Regions from separate parts of the Sus scrofa genome. Here regions 1 and 3 are each linked to region 2. The links are chromatin contacts, called in public Hi-C and HiChIP or PLAC-seq maps. All regions are on one chromosome and are shown on one strand. Each heading gives the region's core, a stretch centred on a gene start, on an enhancer-like site or on the middle of the called end of the contact. The rest is flanking DNA. Distances are from core to core; before and after follow the strand shown. Region 1 has its middle 120 kb from the start of MARCKS. Region 2 holds the start of MARCKS (myristoylated alanine-rich C-kinase substrate). Region 3 has its middle 100 kb from the start of MARCKS.

What was found. Hi-C and Micro-C count contacts between places; a contact is called where the count stands out from the background. HiChIP or PLAC-seq counts read pairs in DNA pulled down with a chosen protein or histone mark.
Region 1: a Hi-C map of embryonic fibroblasts shows a contact between it and region 2, with 2.4 times the contacts expected there. The contact joins the enhancer-like site here to the promoter of MARCKS in region 2. A contact is called at or near these places in 1 of 5 promoter capture datasets (liver), 10 of 47 Hi-C or Micro-C datasets (adipocytes, alveolar macrophages, brain and 7 more) and 2 of 2 datasets of contacts at active chromatin or transcription factors (alveolar macrophages and skeletal muscle).
Region 3: an H3K27ac HiChIP or PLAC-seq map of skeletal muscle shows a contact between it and region 2. The contact joins the enhancer-like site here to the promoter of MARCKS in region 2. A contact is called at or near these places in 5 of 47 Hi-C or Micro-C datasets (adipocytes, embryonic fibroblasts, epiblast stem cells and 1 more) and 2 of 2 datasets of contacts at active chromatin or transcription factors (alveolar macrophages and skeletal muscle).

Annotation. Positions count from the first base shown.
Region 1 is chr1:79,666,214-79,669,891 of Sscrofa11.1, reverse strand. No RefSeq gene overlaps it. Among named protein-coding and RNA genes, the nearest start is that of MARCKS, 120 kb to the left of the region's middle. Within about 2 kb of position 1,916, at least 10 of the 83 cell types and tissues checked have an H3K27ac peak or open chromatin away from gene starts, as enhancers often do. A contact at or near this core is called in alveolar macrophages and embryonic fibroblasts, where this site is marked.
Region 2 is chr1:79,787,695-79,791,147 of Sscrofa11.1, reverse strand. MARCKS (myristoylated alanine-rich C-kinase substrate) reads right to left here and starts at 1,352. Exons shown (of 2, transcript XM_021091501.1): 1 at 823-1,352. The coding sequence starts at 924.
Region 3 is chr1:79,686,677-79,690,107 of Sscrofa11.1, reverse strand. No RefSeq gene overlaps it. Among named protein-coding and RNA genes, the nearest start is that of MARCKS, 100 kb to the left of the region's middle. Within about 2 kb of position 1,432, at least 14 of the 83 cell types and tissues checked have an H3K27ac peak or open chromatin away from gene starts, as enhancers often do. A contact at or near this core is called in skeletal muscle, where this site is marked.

The DNA.
Region 1 (3,678 bases), core at 667-3,166, 120 kb after region 2:
TTTTTCATTTCTAATTTTATTGATTTGAGTCCTCTCTCTTTTGCTTGATAAGTCTGGCTAAGGGTTTATCAATTCTGTTGATCTTTTCAAAGAACCAGATTTTCGTTTCATTCATCTTTTCTATGGTTTTCTTCATTTCTATTTCATTGATTTCTGCTCTGATCTTTATGATTTCTTTCCTTCTACTAACTTTAGGTCTTGTCTGTTCTTCTCGCTTGAGCTACTTTAGATGTAAAGTGAGCTTGTTTATTTGAGCTTTTTCTTGTTTCCTGAGGTGGGCTTGTATTGCTATAAACTTTCCTCTTTGAATGGCTTTTGTTGCATTCCATAGGTTTTGGAGTGTCGTATCTTTGTTGTCATTTGCTTCTAGGTATTTTTTAATTTCCTCTTTGATTTTTTCAGTGATCCATTGGTTGTTTAGTAGCATGTTGTTTAGTCTCCATGTGTGTGTGTTTTTTGCAGGTTTTTTCTTGTTGTTGATGTCCAGTCGTATAGCATTGTGGTCGGAAAAGATGCTTGATATGATTTCAATTTTCTTAAAGTTACGAGGTTTGATTTGTAGCCCAGGATGTGGTCAGTCTTAGAGATTATTCCATGTGCACTTGAGAAGAATGTGTCTTCTGTTGCTTTTGGATGGAATGTCCTATAAATATCTATTAAGTCCATCTGGTCTAATGCTTCATGCAGGGCTTGTGTTTCCTTGTTGATTTTCTGTCTGGATGATCTGTCCATTGCTGTAAGTGGGGTGTTAAATTCCCCCACTATTATCATGTTATTGTCAATTTGTCCTTTTAAGGTTGTTAGCAGTTGCCTTATATATTGTGATGAACCTATGTTGGGTGTGTAGATATTTAAAATTGTTATGTCTTCTTCTTGGATTGACTCAGAAGCTCTTTGAACCCAGTGGTTTTGGGGTTTTATGGAGGCTTTAGTACATAGGGGCAATTGATTACATCATGGGCTCAATCTCCATCCCCTCTCCCCTCCTCAGAGGTCAGTGAGGTGGGACTGAAAGTTCCAACTCTCTAATCACATGGTTTGTTTCTCTGGCAACCAGCCTCCATCATTAGGTTCGGTCCCCAAATTACCTCACTAACATAAACTCAGCTGTTGTTGAAAGAGGTTTGTTATGAATATCAAGACCCTTGAATATCTCTTGTCACTTAGGAAATTCCATGAGTTTTTGGAGCTCTGTGTCTGAAAAGGGGATGAAGAACAGATATATTTCTTATTATGAAAACCAACCCAAATATATTTCTTATTATAAAAACCAACCCTCCTGAGTTTGAATCTTTGTCAAGTCACTTAATAGCTTTGCTCCAGTGTTCTCCCATTTTAAAAATAAGGATGATAGAATTCCTGTTGTGGCTCAGCAGTTAACAAACCCAAATAGTATCCATGAGGTTCCAGCTTTGGTCCCGACCTTGATCAGTGAGTTAAGGATCCAGTGTTGCTGTAAGCTGTGGTGTAGTTCTCAAATGTGGCTCGGATCTGGTGTTACTGTGGCTGTGGTGTAAGCCAGAAACTATAGCTCCAATTCAACCCCTAGCCTGGGAACTTCCATATGCTGTTGGTGCAGCTGTAAAAAGCCAAAATAAAATAAAATAAAATAAAAATAAAAATAAGGGTGATAATAGTACCTACACCATAGGACTGATGGAGAGCTTAGACTGAAGGATACACATAGGGAACAAAGAACAACTTCTGACGTTAAGCGAGTGTTATGTAGATGTTAACTATGGTTACGAGATTTCATATATCTCTAATGACTCAATTCTTTGATCAGCTTTTGAAAGTAACAGACCATTGGCTTTGTTAGTGATTTACACAACAGGGTGACTCAGCTTAATCTGAATGGGCCACAATTTCTCTCTACTCCACTATGTGTCATAAGTTATATTGCCTCATGGTTCCTGCTTTATTGCCTTTTCTGTGGTTTTCTCTGGGCTTCCTCAACATTCCATCAACCACCAACTCTTACCTTCTCTGACCTGCGACAGAAAATCTGACAGATTTGGCATGTCCTATTAGAATAGAGAGTGTGTGTATTGAGTACAATGTCAGCCCTAGTTCTGAATCAAGCTAAGGTAGCAGGGTCACATGGCACAGAGCCTGGCTAAACACACACACACACACACACACACACACACACACACACACAGCTATGAGCTTGATGAAAACCTTGGGGCTTCTGAAAAGAGGTAGGTGTAATTTTTAGGTCTCCTTCATAGAATATCCACTACACTGTCATACCAGGGGACGTATTTGCTGTATTAAGTGGGAAAAGAAGAATACAGATTTTTACAACACAAGTAAGATGATGGGAGAAAAATAAGAAAACACACAACTTAAAACAAGTTACTACCTTAAACAACATACCTTATAGTTAATAAAGTCTAACTCAAGTATTCTTTTTTCTTTAAAGAATAATGTTTTATTATCATGATTTGTGAAAAGAGAGTAGACAGTTCAAGAAAGGACACAGACAGTGTCCTGTTTAAGGTCCCGGATTTCTTCTTTTTGATGGGGATGGGACCTGATGACATCCGGAGGCCATTCTAATGCCACCAGTGTTCTTTCATCCGGAAGGGTCATGAAGAGTAGAAGTTAATAATATTGTAGAAATTTTAAAGGCATGAGCTGTAATGTGTTCTTTAAAATGTAACCATTTCTCCGTCTAAGGAGATGTCAATGGTGTAAAAGAAAAGTTGAGAATGATAGTAAATTACTTAGATAATTTAGTTGGGGATTTTATAATTGAGAAAGGAAAAAATATTTCAGATAAGATTTGCCTAACTGACACAATGATATACTCCTCACCATCTTTATTTATTTATTTAATTATTTTTTGCGTTTTAGGGCCACGCTTGTGGCATAAGGAGGTTCCCAGGCTAGGGGTCGAATTGGAGCTACAGCTGTCGGCCTATACCACAGCCACATCAGATCCAAGCTGTGTCTGCGACCTACACTACAGCTCCCGCCAGTGCCAGAACCTTAACCCACTGAGGGAGGCCAGGGATTGAACCCACAATGTCATGATTCCTAGTCAGATTTGATTCTATTGTGCTACGATGGGAACTCCCGTCACCATCTTTATTTTCGCGAGTGTGGAGACCACATAAAGTCCTTGGTTCACCCTACTTGTTCTGGACATGCCAACTCTTCAAAACAGTTTTAAAAAATTTCTCTACTTGGAGGAATCTATGACATATGGCTCTCAGTTTGTTTTCCAGCTGTTTTCTGTTAACCTAGACTCTGGGAATTTTTTTCCCAACTAATTTATATATAAAGGCAGGATGCAAGTCAAGTAGGGAGTTGTACTTTGGACGTGAGGTTGTTCACAGAGCATGAAAAGAGAACATGATTATTTTAGCAAATTACAGATGGATGACTATTTATAATTTTTTTTGGGGTCTTTTTATTGTCTTTTTAGAGCCACACCCTTAGCATATGGAAGTTCCCAGGCTAGGGGTCAAATTGGAGCTGTAGCTGCCGGCCCACATCACAGCCACAGCAACATGGGATCCAAGCCATGTCTGCGACCTACACCATAGCTCATGGCAACAGAGGATTCCTAACCCACTGAGTGAAGCCAGGGATCAAACCCACATCCTCATGGATACTAGTCCGGTTTGTTACCACTGAGCCCTGATGGGAACACTTATAATTTTTTATTCT
Region 2 (3,453 bases), core at 103-2,602:
CGCCCACCCAACCGTGGCCATCCGCCTAGGTTTGGGCAGCGCCGGGGCAGCCCCTGCAGTGGTCCAGGCGCCACGCACACCAATAGCCCTGACTGAAACACACGAATTGCCTCTTGTTGACCATCTGGACAGGTTCTTCAAGGACCCAGTCTTCCCATCCACTTAAAAGTCAGATGTGTGTGTAATTAGACAGCTACGAACAGGGATTTAGAACAGTAGGAAAGCCCATCAAAAGGTAGTGAAACCCTTCTGTTCACCTCCAGCCAGCCAACCGGCCAGTCACCTTTCCAAGAACCCAGGGCACGCCGCCTCGGCATACAATGAGACAGCCCTTCCCTCCTAGGCTTTCTCCACCGCCATCCCTATTGCGCCCCCCCACTTCCCTACCCACTTACACAACCACACCAGTTCAGATATCCTGAAGGCGACTCAGTCTCGACAACAAACACGAGACACCCAAACACCTTTGTGCCCACCCAACAGAAATGCAACCTGCCTGGGGGTGGGGGTGTGGGGTAGCACCTAGCTAGTCACGTTCTGCCAAGCTCCAAACACGCCATTTTAGACAATTTATCACTTCTTTCCTCCCGTCTACACGAGAATTCGCCAGGATTTTCTGGGAACCACCACTTTGGGGCAGGGGGAGACACCACCTATGAGAAATTTACAATTTAGGCTATCGCTTTCCATTCAACTTTCATATTGGAATCTGGCTCTCTCCTTTCCGCCTAATGCGCCTCAGGCACGACCAGGAAGGAAGGGGAAGCGTAGGGACTAGAGAAAGATACCAAAGAAATGACCAGAACCACAGGTAGAAATTACCTGCCCATTCGCTTTGGAAGGCGACGAGGCCACAGCCGCCTCCCCGGGCCTCTCCCCAGCGGCTTCTCCCTTCGAAGCGGTCTTGGAGAACTGGGCACCCATGCTGGCTTCTTCAACAAAGAAACTCAACAGATCCAAGGGGGGAACAAAGAGCTTCGGGTTGGTGTAACGACGGGGCGAGCAGCAGCAGCGGCAGCAGCGGCGGCGGCAGCGGCAGCAGCAGCACACACACACCGGAGGGAGGGGGGAGTGGGGGTGGTGAAGAGGACAGAACAGAGTCGATTAAATACACTCCGGATAAAAAAATTTTAGTCGAAGAGATCAAAAAGCAGCAGCGCAGGAGGGAGGGAAAAAGGGTGGAAAAGTCGAGCACAAAAAAAGGAGCCCAAGTGTAGTTTAAAAAAAAAAGAAGTAATAAAAAAAATCCCAGATTTGTAGCCGCACTGTAGACAAGAGGAAAATGGAGAAATCTCCCTGGTTGCTAATAAGATGCGGAGTCCAACGCCCAAGTGCACAGATGAATGGGCTCACGGGCGCTGACGCGGCCCCCGCGCACGCCGGCCAATCCGCGCGTTGCACACAAAGCAGGGGGCGGGGCCTGCGCTCGCCTCGAACAATGGAGCCGCGCTTTGCAAACGGTTTGAAAATCAGCCTCATACCGAGAATTAATGTCCTCCAAATAAATAAATCAATTAAAAAATACATGCCTCTCGCCTCCCTCGGCTTAAAAATAATAATGCATTACTTGATTGGTTTGCTTTGTTTGTAATTAATTAACGCGGGAGGGGGAGTACTTGTGGATGGGGGCGGAGAAAACGTTAACTTGACTTGCTTTGACTCTCCTCTGTCTGTATCTGCGTCTGTCTCCTTCCACCCTCTCCCCTCCCCCATCTTTCCGTGTGTTTATGTGTATGTGTGTCTATGCGAGTTTTTAAGACAATGGTTGGGGTTTGTGTGCAGCATGTTTTCTTTCTCTGTGTTCCATATTGACTTCACAGATACTCAACAGCATTTTTTTTTTAACGGTTGCAAATGCGAAATCGCCCGAAATTGAAAGGTATTTAAACCAAGAAGATCGAATTTCATCAAACGAGATCGCGAGTTAGAATTAGGTCTGTAGGCCAGATGTGGAAAATGCAAAAGCAGCAAGCAGCCGAAGCCACACTCCCTTCCCTATCCCACATTGGCATGAAATAAAATATTTCAAGATTGGCCTACGGCGCTCATCAACCTTCTCCCCCGCCCCAATCCAATTAATGATTCCCCCCTCCCCCCAACAAAATTAAGTGAGGGCCATGTACAAAAGATCGAAAAGGTTTACATTTTATCGCTGTGTGAAATGACAATTTTCTCTAGGGTGAAATGAGATCCTACAGCATAGAGTGTACGAATCTATATTTACAGTTAAGAGGCAATTCGCGTCGATATGAATTTTTTTCAGCCTACTGCCAGGATGGGATGGACTCTTTTTTTTCTGAACGTGCGTAAGTGTGCATGCAAGCCAGTGGGCTCCTGGAAGGCAGGGAGACAGCAGTGATGAAACTCTGAACAACCGGATTGACTATTACAGTTCTAAGGAGAAATTACACATTGAGAGATAGCAAGAAGAACCCTGAACGCTTCAAGCCTAACTTGAGTTAGAAAGGAAGCTTCTATTAAGGAACCCAGGGTACCTCCATCTGTAACCCTTGCCACCGAAGTATCAGAAGCTGTTTGTGCGTGAAAGACAGAGCACTGATTTAAAGAATAGAAGGTGAGAGGGTGGGGCTAAAAATCAAGGATACACACTTATAAGCATTCTCCTATCACCTACATTTCTGCTCCCAAAGTTTTCACTTGTGTCCAAATCAGGCTACCTTTAGTGATCCTGAAATGAATTATCTTCTGCTTATGGAGGTGAGAAGCAGTCGAAGTAATGGTTCATTTCTCCTGGTGCTGGCTCTGAATTCTAAAACAGTTTTATTTTTCAGCTCATTGTAGGGAAATGGGTCACACTGAGTGAAAAAGACGGTTAGTTCAAGCCAATAACTCTTTGTTCAACTATTGCTTTGAAAATCAAGCTGCATATCTTTTCATGAAGCCTCGTCTTCTCACTGTCCACTTATTCAGATGCATCATTCAATCATGAAGTCATATCCCCCAGAACTGATGTTAAGATGTTTCCGTAAAAGTGTATCTTGCCAAACGTGTTATCACCCTTAAGGGAGCCCGCTGGCCTGGCCCAAGACCCCAGTCGCCGCGTTGGATGCGAATCCCTTGTATTAGCGGAGTTCCAACTTGAAAAGCCAACTGGGCTGATCCAAAGCCACCATCCAGGCGATTCTCAGAAGACTTTTAGGCTGTTGATTACCGCCCCCGCCCCCCAAAAGTGAACCAAGTCCCTTCGTCTACATCCCCCTCCCGGTTAAATTTGGGGTGACTGCTAGCTCGTTTTCAAATTTTCTCCAGACGGGTTCTTAGCCCTCCATTTGGGGGCTGCTTTTATTGCTTCTTTGTTACCAGGCTGCCTTGTAGCTTTCCCCCCTTTTCTTTCTCTAATGCCTATTTGCCTGGTATCGGCTTGTCTCCTTGGCAACGGCCGGGGAAGATTCGGAGCCCCGAGCGGGGGGAGGGGGAAGGGGCGGAGCCGGC
Region 3 (3,431 bases), core at 183-2,682, 100 kb after region 2:
TCTTTTGACATGTAGGTTACCAGGCCAGAGGTAGCATGGGTTATTAGTGAAAGAAAGTCATGATTACCATAGAGACTATTTGGCAATAAGAAAAAGCAATAATGATGCTTTGATTTCAGTCATTTCTCCCCAGGGCTCACATATGCAATAATTTCTTTTTACAATATACTGAGAAACCGGAGAGGAATGGGTATTATTATCTCCACTTTATAGTTGTAGAAGATGAAACCAAGGTGCAGAGAACTGAATTTGAGGCAGTGACTCATTGGCAGGGCTAGAGGTAGAAAGCAGGCTTCTAGTCTCCTGATCTGGGGCATCCTATCCATATATAGCTTGCCTTCTGTTGTGTTGATCCTGCTCAACAAAGCTGTACCCCAGTGTCCTTATTTGAGTTGACTCCTCAAATAAGCTTTTTTGTTTGTTTACTGTTTCAATATCTTTTTTTTTGTTTTGTAGGACTGTGCATATGGAGGTTCCCAGGCTAGGGGTCTAACTGAAGCTGCAGCTGCCAACCTACATCATAGCTATAGCAACGCATTATCCTTAACCTACTGAGCAAGGCCAGGCATTGAACCTGTGTCCCCATGGAAACCAGCTGGGTTCGTTACCTCTGAGCCACGACAACGGGATCTCCTTTTTCTATATCTTTTAATGTTCGCTTCCTTTAAAAAAAAAGTGTCAATCCTATTTCTCTTTCTTTTTTTTTTTAATCCATGCTTTGGCATGTGCAAGCTTCCAGGCCAAGGATTGAACCTGAGCCACAGCAGTGACAACGCTAGATCCTTAACCATCAGTCCATCACGGAATGCCCCCTGAATAAGTTGTTTAATCAAAGAAGCCACTCAAAGAGATTGGGACCCTTGGGCCCCTCTAGAGGCAAGTAAGGTAGTAGATGACAGTCCCATAACTTCAGTGTTATTTGGAGAATCTCAATTTCCTTGATTGTCTTATTTCTCTGTAACTTCACTTGAGCAGGAGAAAAAAAAACAGCTGGAATTTCAGTGAGCGCCATTTTCTTGGCTTAGAGCTCATAAGCTCCAGTAAGTGCTGCCCTGAATAAGTGGCTCCTCTGTGTTGAGGGAGAAGCCACCCCCGACGCAGAGATGCAGTTTCAAAACACGCAGATGGAGGCTTCCACAGGTCCTCAGCTGGAGCGGCTAAATGTGACTGAGACAACACAGTCCCACAGACAAAGGTCAGACCTATTTTAATCTCTGAGTGAGGCTATTACTCTGGGACAAGGCCCTTCTTGTCTGATTTCCTGCTATTTTCAGTGATTCACAAGCCTAAATCTCTTTCATCTGCAAGTGCAGAGCCCCAGCCCCCTTTCAGATTTGTTTGGGAGTTAAAAGAGTTCCCACCCTTAATCTTCTCAGAGTGTCTTCTTCCAGCCTCAGAATCCCTCAGGCTGTGACCTGGAGGAGTCCCAGGGAGGGGGAGTTCAGGGAAGGCTTGGAATGTGAGCTCAGAGCAGGAATCCAGAGCCAGCAGGATGTGGGGCTGTGGCTAGGAGGGTCCCACAGAGGCTCTGAGCCATAGGTCGGTTGGTCAGGAGCCTGGCTTCTTCAGGAGGGGACAATGCTCTGATGGTTCCTCACCATGGTCGCTGTTGAGGTCTGTGCACGTGCGGGTCTTTCAGTCCAAGTCCAGTCACTCTAGAATCCAGTGGAATTAGAATGAAAGATGCTTCCTTTGTGTCTTGATGACACAGCCCTCGTGTTCTATAATTACGGCCCCATTTGGATTAATTGCCCTCATAGTTATGGGTTATTGCTCCAAAGTGAATGCTGTATCATAAAAGCTGCTTATCCAGTTTTCATATGTTCTGTGGGTTTTGAGTTTGTTAGTTCTCTCCTTTAATTTTTTTTTTTTTTAAATAACATCCTCTACTGTGGAAACATCTCAAATCACCATTTCTTAATTATTTAATACCTCAGTTTGGTGTGGACAGAGAAGAGTCTGAGAAATGGAGCCAAAGCTGGCCTTTGGGGAATCTGCCCAGAGGGATAATAATCTGTACTCCTTGCTACCTACCATGCAAACGCATTACTTATCTAATTTAATCTCTTTAAGGATCCTGTGAGATCACTTTACTGAAGACTGAACAAGGTTCAGAGAAAGTTTTCCCTAAATCACACAATTAGTTGGGGGACTGAACTAAGATTCTATCTCAGCTCTTCGTACTGCTATTCACAGGAGAGCAATTTGCTAAAACTTTGAGAATACTTCTTGGATCTTCCCCAGGTCACCGTCTCTGTAGATATCATAAAATTAAATATTTTCTAAATTTTCTTCTTTCTCACTTTCTTTTTAAAGAAAAGGCCCCTGAAGTCAGCGAGAAACTCTGGTGAGTTGCCCTTTTCATTTGTTTGTAAGAGGAAATGTGAACTTCTGTGATTATTCCACACATTTGTGCCACTTCCCTAAATCAAAGAAAAAAAGAGCCACAAAATCATGGCTGTAATGCCTGTTTTCATATCAAAAGGTCAGAACCCAAAGATCCTTTAGCATGCCACGAGGAAATAATGGGAAGAGAGTATTGTCACAAAAATACCAGGATTTGTCAAAAATAAATAAATAAAATAGATAAATAGAGTTTCGAGAGGCACAGAGAGAAGGGATTAACATTTCGTTTCTGACTTCTGATGCAGTGTTTTCTGAAGTCACAATTCATCCAGCAAAAGACTGACAGCTTTTGGATTTGGTTGTATCAACACTCCACCACAAAGTAAAATTACCACCTCTCCTCTTTTCTCCTGAGGTCAAGCAAACAGCAGAATGCTTTACTTTTTGCTATAGGCTTTGTCTGCACCCCAGAGCAAGGTAGAGAGATAAGCCAATTACCCAAATTTTCAAGCCAAAGAAAAAGTAATTTGGCTTTAATTATCTGGTAAAAAGTGTTTGGAAACCTGAATTATTTACACAGATTTTAATCTTTGTTTGGTATGTACAGAAGGACTTTGTGCTCAGGCCATTTCATTTTGTAGTGATTTAATATTTGCTACTTATTAGACTTGTCTCTGCTCATGTAAAGAAAGGAAGCTTCAGGTTCAACAGGAAGAGAGGGGCCAAGATCAGAGATTTGGTTTTTAGGTCACTGCTGATAATGGAGAAGGATACAAACAGGGCTTCTCAGCCCTAACTTTGCCTACGGACCACTTAGGGAGCCCTTAGAAGTGTACCAGTGGCCTTGGTCCCATTTAAATCCAACCAAACTGGGATCTTTGAAGATGGAGCTGAGGCCGGGATGTTTTCTAAAAGCTCCCTAGAGATTTGAAAGCATCTGTGGTTAAGAATTACTGGATTCATCAGGGATATGATCATGTTGATAGTGGGAAGTATAGAAATGATGGAGAATATTTCGGCTCCATTGTCCAAATGGTCCATAGACATTTGATTTTTAAGAATATCAAAAAGAGATAAGGGAAAAT